Linked DNA regions of Mus musculus: region 1 is linked to region 2. Evidence: chromatin contacts called from public Hi-C data. All regions are on one chromosome and are shown on one strand. Each heading gives the region's core, a stretch centred on a gene start, on an enhancer-like site or on the middle of the called end of the contact. The rest is flanking DNA. Distances are from core to core; before and after follow the strand shown. Region 1 overlaps LOC115489499 (a long non-coding RNA gene). Region 2 overlaps Zfp831 (zinc finger protein 831).

What was found. Hi-C and Micro-C count contacts between places; a contact is called where the count stands out from the background.
Region 1: a contact with region 2 is called in a Hi-C map of the HPC-7 cell line, with 3 times the contacts expected there. The contact joins two enhancer-like sites. A contact is called at or near these places in 3 of 484 Hi-C or Micro-C datasets (the HPC-7 cell line, pre-B cells and primordial germ cells) and 3 of 115 datasets of contacts at active chromatin or transcription factors (a beta-TC-6 cell line, bone marrow-derived dendritic cells and embryonic stem cells).

What each region holds. Positions count from the first base shown.
Region 1 is chr2:174,843,840-174,851,167 of GRCm38.p6, forward strand. The region is part of intron 1 of LOC115489499 (a long non-coding RNA gene); the gene reads right to left. Among named protein-coding and RNA genes, the nearest start is that of Gm14616, 8.4 kb to the right of the region's middle. Within about 2 kb of position 4,807, at least 23 of the 459 cell types and tissues checked have an H3K27ac peak or open chromatin away from gene starts, as enhancers often do. A contact at or near this core is called in the HPC-7 cell line, where this site is marked.
Region 2 is chr2:174,706,752-174,714,393 of GRCm38.p6, forward strand. Zfp831 (zinc finger protein 831) reads left to right here. Exons shown (of 5, transcript NM_001099328.1): 5 at 1-4,081. Among named protein-coding and RNA genes, the nearest start is that of Edn3, 50 kb to the right of the region's middle. Within about 2 kb of position 3,715, at least 8 of the 459 cell types and tissues checked have an H3K27ac peak or open chromatin away from gene starts, as enhancers often do. A contact at or near this core is called in the HPC-7 cell line, where this site is marked.

The DNA.
Region 1 (7,328 bases), core at 3,557-6,056, 140 kb after region 2:
ACCCATCCACCCATTCATCCATCCACTGATCCACCCATCCACCCATCCACCGATCTATCCCTTCATCCATTCTTCCCCATATACATACACTCTACCAACAAACCCACTCACACCACCCATCTGTACCATGTCAACTTTCTTGGGAGCATAATTGTAACCTGTCTTATAGCTGACTTTTTGGTACTCTGTGGGTTCTTCTTTCTTCCACCCTTCTCCACTCTTCTTCTACCCTAACCCCCTAACACTAGATAAGAGAGGAAAAAGATCCCTGAATAAAGTAAGGGATTGTAAGGGTGTGACATTATCATCAGACTACTTCCTGCTGGTTAGGAGCATCAAGTTCCTTAGGGAAAGTTTGATCTTCATCATTGGGATATCTAATTTCTTCTTGTTGTTATTTCCTCTTTGTGCATGAGTACTTAACAAACCACAACCAGCAACAACCAATAACATGTCCCACCTCTTAGGGCTCTAACATCGATATACCCTCCAAAAAGTCCCCAGAATTCTAAACATCACACAATTGCAAAAACCGTCTGAAGCTGGAAAAATTACACCTTTGCCAGAGCATGAAGCAAATCATAGTCGTGTGCTGTGGACAATCTGAAGCAGTCCCGTATCCCACACCTGGGATTAAAATGGAAACATATTCTTATAATATCCCCATGCTTTTTAAAGAAACCAAAATTCCGGAGTTCCCATTACACATAATGACTATTGATAGATTGCTAAGAGGCTCACAAGTTACATAGCCAGCCATGAACTAGGGGAAAGAACACACACCATCCCCTAGAGACTACCAGCCTTGCCTAGACTCATAAAGATTCCCATAGCAACTGAGAAGAGAGTTGATCCCTTTCCCTGTGTGAAAAACAAAGGCAGGAGAAAGGAATGGAAGAAAGATATAGACAGAGAGAAATGAGAGGCCTTTCAGAGAAATGGGGCCATGAATCAAATGAATGGACCCAGGAGAGGTTTGTATTTTGTCATGTGTCCCTGTGGGTGGAGGCTGGAGTGTACAGCAGTAGTGGATAAATGTTAAATTATAATTTCTAGAAGACAGCAATAATTTTTTCAGCAAAGTATTGCGTAGGGTATACTTTTAAAAATTCATTGTTCATTTAAAATTCAAACTTAATTAAACTCTGTTTCCTCTCTTTTTCCCCCTCCCTCCTTTCCTCCCCCCCTTCTTTCCCCCTTCCTTCCTCTTCAACTCTAAGGTCACAGACAAACCCAGATTCTCCCTTTTATGAGTAGGGTGGCCTCAAGTGGGCGACTGACCCCTTTGGGATTTACCTTTGCCCTTTGTAAAATGTGGATAATGCCAATGTCTGAGAATGTGACTCACATGGTGTCTGGGCCTATCAAGCAGGACTGTGGAGCACCACAAGAGGCTTAGGGGATGTGGAATGCAGGGTACAGGCTTCAGCCAGGAACAGGTAGTACTCAACTTCAATATTCCTGTGGGCAATTGGGACCCCAGGGCCAATCACAAGCTGTCATCTGCCCAGAGCTGTCCACAGGGTGAAACAGGAAGTGCTTGTATATGTGATCCTCTGTGGAGCCAACACTTTGCAGACATCCAATGTGAGGGTTCCAGGGTCATTCCCTTTGTTTTCAGGCCACTCTGACCCCAGTTTCTTCTTCTCAGGACCAACTCACCCCCATTCACCCCTGCAATGACTGCATCTGCCAATGGCTGCTGACCCCTTCCCTGTCCTGGTGACCACTGTTGATGGAAGATAGAGACATGTAGGTTTCTAAAGGGCACCTCAAGTAGCCATGTTGAAACTGGCTATAAGGTAAGACAGATTTGAACTTGAACTTGACCAGTAGCATGTGTATACCTGTAGGTAGCTCGATGATGCCTTTGAAGCCTTTTTCTACTGCTATGAAATGAGTAGTCATGGCTTAAGGCTCAGAAGAACCAGTTGCTGTGAAAAAAAATCACCTTAGCCACCAAAGGACCCATCAGAGTCATCACTGCCACAGATGCATGGAGCAAGTGTCCGCAGCTGAGATCCCACACCCACAGGGATGGGCTTTGTTCGAAGCTCTTCCAAGCATTTAGATTCTGAGGAACAAGAGGTAAGACTCTAAAGTGTACCCGGGTGGCAATTTTGTCACCAACTTGTTGCTTGGTTCAAAACACCAACCCACCTGCAGTGGGAGGTCATGATAACATGTGACTGATATGCCCACTGAGAGTCTATGAAGTAGCCAGCTCTAAGCAACTCCAACAGAAGGGGCTGGTGAGTCACATACAAGAGGTAAAGCCCAACTTCACATTCATCCCACCCTTGTGTATCGCTATCCCCATAGCCTCAAGATGGCTGCTACAGCTCCAAGGGTCACATTCTTAACATAAGTATTCTATTTTTTTTTTTTTTTTGGTTTTTTGAGACAGAGTTTCTCTGTATAGCTCTGGCTGTCCTGGAGCTCACTTTGTAGACCAGGCTGGCCTCAAACTCCGCCTACCTCTGCCTCCTGAGTGCTGGGATTAAAGGCGTGCGCCACTATGCCCGGCAAGTATTCTATTCTTGATGTTACTTTTATATGGAGAAATGATCTCTTCCAGAAGAGTTAGTTAGTTGGTTAGTGTCCTAGCTAGGGTTTCCATTGCTGTGAAGAGATACCATAACCAAGGCAACTCTTATAAAGGCAAACATTTAATTGGGGCTGGCTTGCAGGTTCAAAGGTTCAGTCCATTATCATCATGGTGGGAAGCATGTCAGCTTCCAGGCAGACATGGTGCTGGAGGAGCTGAAAGTTCTACAGCTTGTTACGAAGGCAAACAGAAGACTACTGTATTCCAGGAAGCTAGGAAGAGGGTCTCAAAACCTACCTCAATAGTGACACAGTTCCTCCAACAAGGCCACACCTACTCTAACAAGGTCACACCCACTCTAACAGGGCCACACCTCCTAATAGTGCCACTCCCTGGACCAAGCATATTCAAACCAGCACAGTTAATGTTAGCTGTCAAATTGACAGAATTTAGAGTCACAGGAAATGTGGGACTCCAGGAATGTCTGTGGGGGATTCTCTTGATTGAGATAATTGGCTAAGGAAGACCTGCCCACTGTGGGTGATGCCATTCCCTAGCTGGGATCCTGGACTGTAAATGAAGCAAGAGCTGTCCCCACCAGGACTTACTTACCAGACAACGGATCCTCTGACTTACAGACAACCCTTGAGTAGCCATGCCCCATCAAAGGACCCAGGAAAGCAAGTATCCTTAAAAACTTTAAAAAATCATATTATTATTATTATCATCATCATCATTATTATTATTTGAGGTGTGGATGCCATGGTACACATGAGGAGGTCAGAGGAACTGTGCGCAGTTGATTCTTTCCTTCTTCCTTTACAGGGGTTACAAAACTCAAACTCAGGTTTGGGTGGCAATAGCTTCTACCCACTGAACCATCTCACCAGTCACAGCAGCTATTCGTATTTCTGCTCTCTCTCTCTGTTTCTGCCCCTTTCTGACTCTCTTTGTCTTTCTTCATCTCCCTGTCTCTGTGTGTCTCTGTCTCTGTGTATCTCTGTTTCTTATCTCTGTGGGTTTCTCTGTCTTTGTCTCCATCTCTCTGTCTCTTTGTCTTTGTCTCTGCCAGTCTCTGTGTCTCTGTATGTCTGTCTCTCTCTTTCTGTCTTTGTCTCTGCCTATTTCTGTGTCTCTGTCTTTTTTTCCACTGTCCCTCACTCTTTGTTTCCCCCGCTCCTAATTCTTACAGGCATCAACAAGTCAGCCTCCCCATCTCAGACTTGCCAGTGGACAAGCCTTGCTCCTGTCTCTACAGCAGTGGTTTTCAATTCGTGGGTCACAACATATCATAGATTTACACTACAATTCATAACAGTAGTAAAAATCACAGTTACGAAGTAGCAACAAAAATAATCTTATGGTTGGCAATCACCACAACAGGAGGAACTGCGTTAAAGGGTGGCAGCATTAGCAAGGTTGAGAGCCACTGCTCTGCAGGATAGACCCCTGAAATCAGTTGTTGTTTTGGGTCCCCTTAGCGACGGGGCTGGCTTTGGTCTCCGTCCTCTCTCCTCGGAGGGTGACCCAGCACCATCTCACTCAGCTGTGCCGGGCTAGAGACCCTCTGACCCGAGTTGTTTGTGTCTCCAGAGCACAGGAAAACTATATGTACTTCAGTCCTCAGAAGAGTTGGTCTCAAAAACACAAGCCAGCACGTACACTCAGAAAGAGGCTTCCTCTTTACCCAGGTACAGACAGGAGCCTCAGTCTGTAAAGCCACAGGTCTTTCCTGTGTCCGGAGTCAGGACATAGGCCACTCGCCCCCACACTCAGAAGATGTGTGTTGTAAGTGTTTAGGGGGAAAGGGTATGCTTGAGTCTGCCTTCCTGATATCCCATTACTGTTCAGCCAAGGTGAAAAAAATAAAGTAAATACACACACACACACACACACACACACACACACACACGGTCATAGCAGAGAGGCAGGAATATTACTTAATGGCCCTCCACCCCCTGTGAGCCCCCTATCAAGCCCTGGAAGTGCTTCTCTGTTATAGAAAATTAGTGTGTGTGTGTGTGTGTGTGTGTGTGTGTGTGTGTGAGTGTGGTGTGTATGTGTGTATGTGAGAGTGTATGTATGTGTGTATTTGTGTGTGTGGTGTGTGAATGTGAGAGTGTGTGTGCATGTGTATGTGTGTTCAAGATGACAGTTCTTCCTGTCTTCGACAGGACACTTGAGTCAGGTCAGATGACAGATGAGCAGACACACTCATGAGCATGCCCAAGTCTCTCGGCTTCATTGCCCAAAAGGCCACATCTCAGCTCATGGAAAATTTTATGTTTGCAACTGAAAAGCAACCTGTCTCTCAGGGACGTCTGTTGAGGTCCTGTCAACATTCTCCCCACACCAGAGAAAAGCCTGATCACCCCCTACCCCACCGCCCCTCATGGCAGTGTGTGTGTATGTATGTCAAGAGACTGTGTGTGTGTGTGTGTGTATGTGTGTATGTGTGTGTGTATGTATGTCAAGAGACTGTGTGAGTGTGTGTGTGTGTGTGTGTGTATGTATGTCAAGAGACTCTGTGTGTGTGTGTGTGTGTTTTGCTCATGGACACAAGCAGAAACTATCCATTTGTCTCTGTCCTCTCACACGCATGAGACGTGTTTTTCCAGGGTGAAAACCACCCACACTCACAAACTATCTATCTCTCTAACCCAGCACACTTAACAGCCAACATCTGTCTCTGGAGTTGCTGGATCTATCCAGGCAGAAAATGGCCCCACAGTCTGAACATGTCTGAAGCCCTCTGTCGTGAGGCAGAATAAACCACTGGCACACACGGAGGCCGTCAGCCTGCCAGGCTTACAGCAAGAACAGCATGCTTGTGTGTGTCTCCCCCCACCTTCCCCCCCTGTGCTCACAGATATGCACCATGCACATTCACAAACGCTCAGAGAGAAATGTCCCCCTGCCCACCAAGTGTGGCCAATTAAAAATGGAGCCTCTTTTAATTCTCAGCTCCTAAGAATCTCTGGGAGTGTTTGCAGAAACGACCTCTCCCTCCTGAACGGCTTTGGCTGGAGCCCTTCCTTGCTGGGAGAAGCAGGCCACCCTCACACAGAGCAGGGCTTTCCAGAGGCAGTCCCCACCTCCCTCCCTTCCCACACCTGGCAACTGTGTGTGTGCGCGCGCGCGCGTGTGTGTGTGTGTGTGTGTGTGTGTGTGTGTGTGTGCATGCAGGTGGAGGATTGTTCCTTGGTGGTCTTGCTCGTTTGCAAACCAAACACCGTTTTTTTCCTAGGCAGAAAATCTTTACTGTCTCTAGGTCTCTCTGTGTCTTCATCTCTCTGTCTCTCACACACTCAAGGAAGTAAAGCTTCTTGTGAGACAGGCAGGGGTAGCGGGGTGATGGGGCTCAGGGTTTTGCATCACGGAAGAATGTGTGTCTCCATGCAAAAATATTTCCCTTTGTCTTTCATAAAAGCCCCTCTCTGGAGGTTGGCCATGGGGCAAAAATCTCTCTCTCTCTCTCTCTCTCTCTCTCTCTCTCTCTCTCTCTCACACACACACACACACACACACACACACACACACACTCACATACACAAATGACAGGGAAGGGAGGGAGAATTGTGCCTGAGCTTGTGGTTGTGATTTAAAAAAAAAAAAAAAAAACAAAAAAAAAAACAAAAAACTCTATGCTGAGCTTACTCCCTGAATATAGAAAATACATTATTTTTCAAGAAAGGAAAAATACCCAACATACATGTGAGCACACACAAGGCAGACATGTAATCGATCTCTGATTGTGCCACCTGGAGAACAAACAGAGATTGTGTCTTGTATCTCGGCTTGCAGAGATTTAAAAGATATTCATCTCAGGCCCCAAAACAAAAATTCCCATTTTCACTCAGAAATTCACTTTTTAAAAATCACCATGCAGAACAGACCGCCCCTCCCCTTGAGAAAAAAGAAAGCCTGTTTTCCCACACCCCCCTCCACAGTTGAGGAGTGTGCACCAGGGAGCGCGTACCCACACCGCCATGTGTCAGACCCCCTCTTCCTGCAGGCAGAAAAACAAGCACTCTTGTCCGTATAGGAAAATCTGCACAGAGCCCAGGCAGATGCAGTACACACGGCCTCAACCTATTCACACACATGTCTGCACCTGGGGAGTCAGTCTGTGCCCTCATTGTTGTGTAGACCCCACTAGAAGAACTGTACTTTGTAATTCCCAGCACACAGACACACAGTGTCTTCCCAGGCAGAACAGATTTTGTGGTTGTTGTCTTTTTTTTTTTAACCTACCTCAGAAAAATCTCCCTCTAAAGCTTTCATCACTGGGACAAAATACCTCCCCTTTCCCCAAATAACACACATGAGCTGTGAGCACACAAATCTGGTATATGTGCTCATGTGTGTTTTTAACCAAAACATATCATTCCGAATCTGTCTCCCACTAGCTGAAAAAATAAACAAAAAACAAACAAGAAACCAGAAAGGTAATGTTTTCTAAATGAGGGGAAAAAAATGTTCACCGTTCTGTTTCTCCGTTGTCTCTCTTGTCACACACACACACACACACACACACACACACACACACACACACCACTCAGGTCTCTATCGACCCCCTGCCCTCTCTTTAATTGCACACTTCCGGAGAAAGTGACGAAGAATGCATTGTGTGTGTGTGTGTGCGCGTGCACGCGCGTGTGTCTATCTAGACAGAAAATGTCCTCTTGGGAACATTTCCTCTACTGCAGCCAAGAAACACACACCAACTTGGAAAAACACACGTACACACTCGTCCTCGGCTCCAGCACTTTATGTATGC
Region 2 (7,642 bases), core at 2,465-4,964:
AAATAGTCACTGTAATGAGTCATTTTTATTTTTGAGGGGAAATTAACTTATTTTCCTCTGATTCTTTTTGTCATATTGGGCTGTAAGTGATTTCAGCTAGAGGGCTACATTGTAGTAATCTGTGCGACCTGAGCTGATGATGCCTGCGCCTCGTGATGGAGCCGTTCCGACTTCCTTCAGAAGCTTCCAGGGCAGAAAACTAATTGGAGTTTTGACGCTGTTTTACATCTTGGTAATTTTATTTTGCGGGCTTAGTGTTACTTCGCTGTCAGATTAAATCAGCCTTTGTATTGTGAATCTCAGAACAGCACAGATCAAATCCCCCAGCATTCCAAGCGAATGGGCGGAGGCAAGGTCTGCCCGCCCACTATGCAGGCCTCAGGTTCCCAGCCGTCCTCTCCTTCCCCTTAAATGGGAGGGGGAAACTTCCAGAAGTTTACACTGCTCAGTCCTTTACGATTTTCTACTTGCCGTGGCGACTTTGTACACTTTGTGATTTCTAGCCGAACTGCTGGCTTAACGCCGTGGTAGTGATGTTCACGTGACACCTCGTGCTCCCTGCTCCCAGGCCAGGCAGCCATGAGAAGCACCTGCCTCACACGCGCGCGCAAACATACTTTCAAAAGGCCTTATCTGTGAAGAAGTATGGTCCAGTTTCAAATATTTTTCATGTGACCTTTCCTGTTTTGCTGCTATTTAAAGAGGATTTCAATGCAAGAAAGAGCAGCCTCTCGTTATTTAGCGTATGTCTGCGGTCATCACACGTGTTCAGAAATATCTCACCGATCAAATCCCAGCCGACAAGCACAGAGGAGCAGGAAAGTGCTAACCACCACCTCTCTATGCTTCTTTAAAAAAAAAAAATTACTTAATTTTTTTTTAATAGTCCAGTCGTTATCCCCCTCGGGTCTGCCCTTAGACAGTTCCTCATCCCATTCTTCCTGCTATCTCCAAGCGGATGTTTCCACTTCCCAGACCCTCCCCCCCCGCCCCCCCCCCATCTCAGGTCTCCTCATTCCCTGGGGCCTCAAGACTTTCAAGGTTTTGGTGAATCTTCTCTTACTGAGACCAGACTAGGTAGTCCTCTGGTATATATGTGTCTGGAGGGGGTGGGGTCAGACCAGAAGGAGAGTGATGGACGTGTGATTGGCTGCCCTTTGGATGACCTGTACCTGAGGAAGGCAGTGGAGGTAGCGAGCCCCGTTGACTGGGTCTTTGGCTGGGAGATCTTGGTCCCTGTGCATAGACATGAATGAAGCTGAGACCTGGACAGAGGAGCTGAGTGCCTCTGAGGGGCTGGATCCTGGTGGGAGTGGCTGATAGAGAAACTTGGGCTCCTTTACATCTGTGTCTTCATAGTTTAGAAGTGTCTCCCCCACAGAAAACATTGCTCTTGAGTTGTCATGGAAGATGCTGAAGAACACGCTAGGGAGCTGATGTACAAATATTGTTAGGCTACTCCTGCCATGCAGTATGTGAGCTGAGGAAAGGGTCGTCTTATGCACCCCCCTGGAATCCCTGATTTGGGGTTGTAGTCACCCACCTTATACATCAGAACTAATATAACAAAAAGGCATAACACTGAGTGGAAGAAATCATGTATGTAGGTGAAGCTGGCTCCTCTGTCTCAGGAGGTATAGGGCAGCAGGGCAGGACCACTGTCTAGATCAGTGGTTCTCAGCCCTGTGGGTCATGATCCCGGTGGGAGTCAAATGATCCCTTCAAAGGGGTCGCCTAAGACTGTTGGAAGGCACAGGTATTTACAGTATGATTCATAACAGCATCAGAGTTATAGTAATGAGGGAGCAACGAAAATAATTTTATGGTCAGAGGTCATCACAACACAAGAAACCATATTAAAGGGTTGCATCATTAGGGAGGTTGAAAACCATTGTCCTAGATCCTTATTTCCAGGGGACAATGAAGTCCAAGAGGGTCACCAGGCCCACGTCATAATCATAGCTCCAAAAAGCATGCTGGGAGCTCTGCTTCTTCTGAGCCTCCATAGCTAGCTGCTGCCCCCCAAGGCTGGATCTGATATAGCAGAATATCGAGCGATTCGATCTTGGTAACCCCCCCCCCCCCCTGTCTCTTACAAAGCTAGAAAACTTGCCAGACCCACTGGTTCACCTGATCACTTAGTGCCAGTCTTCCCAGGGGGGGTCATTTAATTTAAATCAACATGGATTTATAAACCCTGTATTTCAGTAGAATTTTTGAAAAAGCAAACAATTATTTTAAATGACCTTGGGAGGAACTAGCTACTGAAAAACATCCTAAAGTTATATGTATATATATATGTATATATACATATATATACATATACATACATACATACACACACACATGGTTTGGTTTAGTTTGGTTTTAATGGGGAGTCCTTTTGATAATGCACCAAATAGTCACTGATTTTTATAAATCTAATTTTCTTAAGGCAAAATACAATTATAAGAAAATTGTAAGAAAACTTTTACCCATAAACCCCCAAACTCAGGTTGGGTTATTAAAATAAAATTCTAGTACCTACCAGTCTATTTGTTGCTGCAATTTGATAATACTACAAGTGTATATCACACGATGGATCAGAAAATACATGTCTATTTTTTGGTGCTGGGGATGTGGCTCAGTGATCTAGTGCTTGGCTGTCATGTGTGATGCTCGGGATTCAGTTCCCAACACCACACGTAAGAAGCATGTTAGGACAAGGCCAGCCCACTGCTCGCCAGTGCTGTTATTCTTATGCATCTTCATGCAGGAGTCTTGAGTAATCAGTGCCTCCACTTACCCCATGGAGATGAGCTGCAGGGCTGCCAGCATGGACTGAGAGAAAGAGGACCTGGGATTCTTTGCCACGCAAGTGCCGCTGCTCATAGTGTCTGATGCTGGCCACTGACAGTCCTCCTGAACTGCTGTGCCTGGCCGCTTTTTGAGATGCATATAGGAATAGGTCTCAGCTCTCTACTTGGCCAACTCTTAAAGCTTTGTGAGTTTTGGTGGCTGGCCCGGCCCTCCTTGCTGTGAGGTGCCACCATGGGAACTGCTTTTCCCTCCCTTAGGACTAAGCTTGGCATCTCAGAGGAAGCTAAGTCCCAAGATCAATGGTGCACAGCTCTCAACTTGTGGTTTATTTGCAGGGTGGTGGAAGGGGAGAGATGTAGAAGAGGGAGAAAAAGAGAGATGGGGGAGAGACAGGTAGGGGGAGCGAAAGGAAAAGACTGAAAAGGGGAGGAGTAAGGGAGGGGGCGGAGGGGGACAGGGAGGAGAGATAAACAGACGGACCCTCTGGATTCTAATGAAAGCATATCTGACAACGTGGGGAGTGACTTAGGACTGACTGGAACTTCCCTTTCCGACATATTGCCTTCTGAAACTGGGATCTGAAGTCTTAGTCTCGAACCAGTGGGGTGTGACCACTGTCCTCAACATGAAAGATAAAGGACTCTCAGTCTCACGGCAAACTCTTTCCTGGCGTTCACATCCATTACTTAGAGTGAACTCATTATTCATTTCTCCCTCAGCACAGAAATTTGCATTTTGCACAAAATTTACCTTGTGCAGCAGATTCTTACAGTTATGGGATGTGGGGCTGCTCAACTTCCTGGCTGAGGGAGGAAGTGACCCATCTGGCTGGTGACTATCAAATTCCTACAACTGTAACAAGGAGTCTTACTCCAATTAGTCGCCAGTTCAAGAAGCATTGGCTTTTGAAACACTGTATTTCCCCATCTCTTTCAAAACTCATTACACACAGGTATCAGGATGTAGAACAGTGTTGAGTGCTAAATTTCAACCCTTGTGTGCATATTCTCTACACTTTTTATTCATGTGGCAAATGCACAATTTGGTCTGAAGGGACATGCGACCATGTGAGCATACGGAGTCACCGTGGGGAGAAGAGGAGTCAGGAAGAAGTCAGGTCTGGCTGCTGGGAGCACGGGAGAGTGGCTTGCTTGTTTCTGTACACAGACAATTCCTTGCTTATGGTGGGGAAACATGTGGCTTCTTGGGTAGTGAATATCCCCCACTTCTTTCTATGGTTAAATTATTTTGTTTTGATAAAAATAAAACTTAAAAATGAAAACGTCTTGTGTGATTTATTAATTTTAACCCGAACCACCCACTGCAAGCAGTGACTTCCTGTAAAACTTCACTTCTGATTATTTGCAACCCCTTAACCAGACACTATGTCAGCCATGTTGGAATTCCATTCCAGCCAATGAAAGGATAGATGATAGCAAACGGCCCTATCTTCTTGTGCTATTGCTCTCCCCCCCCCCCCCAGTGCCTCATTCATCACACGGCCTGCCTTAACTCATAGTTTCTAACTTAAAAATGCTTTTTAAAAATTCGTAAATGTAGCTAAACTTTGAAAAACATATCAGAGTACTTAATATCCACAGTGCAACAATCCAGAACTTTCCCCTTTGGAGTTGATGTTCTTGAAAGCTTTGTGTTATTCATCAACAAAGGAAACATTTGTGCTTCTGAATCCTACCTCTTCCTGAAGACAGACTGTGTATTCATTTCAAGAATGAGGCAACAGGTTTTCCAACCTCGCATAGTGTTATCCTTCTGTATGGACAGCCTCAGGGAGCCAGTCGCTCCGATACGTGCTCTGTCTGACGGCTCGTAACGGCTTAGTCTCTAACTCCTCAAACTCTAGCTCTAAGAGATTAGCCCATTAATTTTCAAACTTCAATCCTTTGAGAACCATCTCAATGTTTTTTTTTTTTGTCATATGTTTCAATACACCACTCACAGGTATGGTATTTACTTAATCTTCTTATTTAAACATCTCTGCACTACAGGAAAGATTATTGCTCTAAGCAACAATATCTGTGAAATGGCTCAAGTTACATGAACTAGTTAGGTATCTTTTCTAATATACATTTAAGCACAAAATCATTAAAATCATTCATCCGTATAGCACTTAAATATCATCTTCATTGCCAGGAATGGCGTGTTCACTGCACTTGGGGAAACAATGAGATGATCTAAAAGATGTAGTTTCTCTCAGATCATTCTCCAATTATTCCAGTTCCCAGTAAGCATAATTTCTGCCCTCATCTTTTTTCCCCTTCAAGAAGATACTGAAATTGATGACCACACATAGAATTGTAAATATACAGGTACATTTTCTCCATCAAAATGTACAGCTGAGGGCTGGAGAGATGGCTCAGCAATTAAGAGCACTGACTGCTCTTCCAGGGGTCCTGACTTCAATTCCCAGCAACCACACGATGGCTCACAACTATCTGTGATGGGATCTGATGCCCTAATCTGGTATGTCTGAAGACAGCTACAGTATACTCATATAAATTAAATGAATACATCTTTTTAAAGAATGTTCAGCTGAGAAGCCGGAGAGATGGATCAGCAGTTAAGAGTGCTGTATTGTTTTTGTAAAGGACCCCAGTTCAGTTTCCAACATCCATATTAGATGGTTCTCTATTGTCCATAACTCCAGCTCCAGGGAGGAAATAGTGCCCCCTTCTGGCCTCCACTGGCAACTGTACTCACATGCACATAGTTAAAAATGAATAGGTAAATGGATGTGTTAGTATTCACCTTTAACCATGCCATCCAATAGGCAGAGGCAGACAGATCAATGTGAGTTACAGCCAGCCAGATAGGGTATATAGTAGTGTCCTATCTCAAACAAGCAAGCAAGCAAGCAAGCAAACAAACAAACAAAAAGTTTGATTTTCCCCCATGGCCCATTATTATATTTTGGGGTGTATGTGGCTAGGGGATAGCCTATAACTATATTCTGCTAAATGAACAGATAACTTGGAATGGCATACTGCTGTAGCTGCAGACTAGTACATCTCTCAACCCTCAGCTCTACTGCCTTTTGCAGTAGATGGTAATTAACACAGAGCCCCACAGCTAGACAATGTCCAGCAACAGAGGGGCTTTGGAGTGCTCAATTCCAAATGGGATGTCTTTATCAGGGACCTATGTCCAAGAGTGTGAGATCCAGAGGTGACAGACAAATTCAAGGAAATGCCATCTCAAGGTACACGGGGTGGGGGTGGGGGCACACACACAAATTCACAGGCTGAGACAACACACATGAGACCTACACAGGTTCAAACTGGACAAAATACCAGCATGGAGTTCTCTCTCTCTGTCTCTCTCTCTTTACCTCCCTCCCTCTCTGTCTCTCTCTGTCCTCTCTGTCTCTCTCTTTACCTCCCTCTCTCTCTGTCTCTCTCAGTCTCTGTCTGTGTGTGTGTCTGTCTCTCTCTGTCCTCCCCCCTCCCACCCTCATCACAGTGCAGTTCTTAGCTACTTTTCCAAGCACTGCACCTGTGTGCTGCCATTCCTCCCACCACGGTGAACCTCTGAAACTCTAAGCCAGGCCCCCAATTCAACACTTTTTAAAATAAGAGTTGCTGTGGTCATCGTGTCACTTCACAGCAACAGAACGGTCATTGTTTCTATATAGTTAGGGCTTTTATTGCTGCAATAAAATACCATGGCCAAAAAGCAAGTTGGGGAGGAAAGGGTTTATTTATTTGGCTTATGCTTCCATATCACTGCTATCACAGAAGGAAATCAGGGCTTGGCCCTTCCTCATCAATCACATTAAAGAAAATGTCTTACAGGCTTGCATATAGCCTGATCTTATAAAGGCATTTTCTTAATTGAGGTCCCCTCCTCTCAGATGACTTTAACCTGTGTCACGTTGACATCAAACTGTCCAGTTCAGTGACTAAGATGGAATGTCCCTTTCTATGTCAAGTGTACCCAAGACAGGGCCCTTGCTCAGGAGTAGCAAACACAAACAGTACGCCATGGGTTTTTTGTTTTTGTTTTTGTTTTTTTGTGTGTGATTTTCGTTTAGTTTGGGTATTTTTTCCTTTTGCCTTTTGTGGTTTGGGATTATGATTTTTTTATTTTTGTTTATTTTTCAGTAGGGAAGGGAGATTGGGAGAATCTGGGAGGTGTTGGGAGAAAGGAAAAGATATGATCAAACTATATTAAATATTAAATTATTTAGAAAGCCAATAAATGGACTGCAAATATCCAGCTCTCCCTCCATTCCTCCGAATTCAAGCCCTCAATTCCGTCTCTCCACAGCAAACCACCTCCCTCCCTCCCCTTCTCCCATCTCTAGTGGATCACATAGTTTCTCTCCTCCTACCCCTGCACCCATTGCTTTATCCCATCTGTCAGTCCCTGCAGGTACTCCATGGGAACCCATGGTGGCCTCGGAAGCAGGGAAGCTAATTGCAGATCTTCAGTGACAACTTTTTCTCTCCAAATCTGATACCCTATTGTCACCCCAATCTCTGTAGCAGATCACCTGACTCCCCCTCTTTTGTGTCCCTCACTCCAGTGGACTATGCAGATCTTCTCCAACTCCTGTCACCCTGCTATCCCCGTCCCATCAGTGCACACACTCCCTGCAAATTCAACACGATGGTTGGACAAGAGTAGCCAGCGAAGCCCTCCATGTCCCTGAGTCTCATCTCCAGCTCTGCAGCAGACTATGTCCTGTGGCCTCTCCTCACTCTCTGCCCCTATTCCCAGGGAGCTAAGCAGATCCTGGTGTACCACTCTGCTTTCCTCCCTCCTGTGGATTTCCTCAGCCCACCTCCTAACCCATTTCCATTCCTAAGTGCCAGCTCCCAAT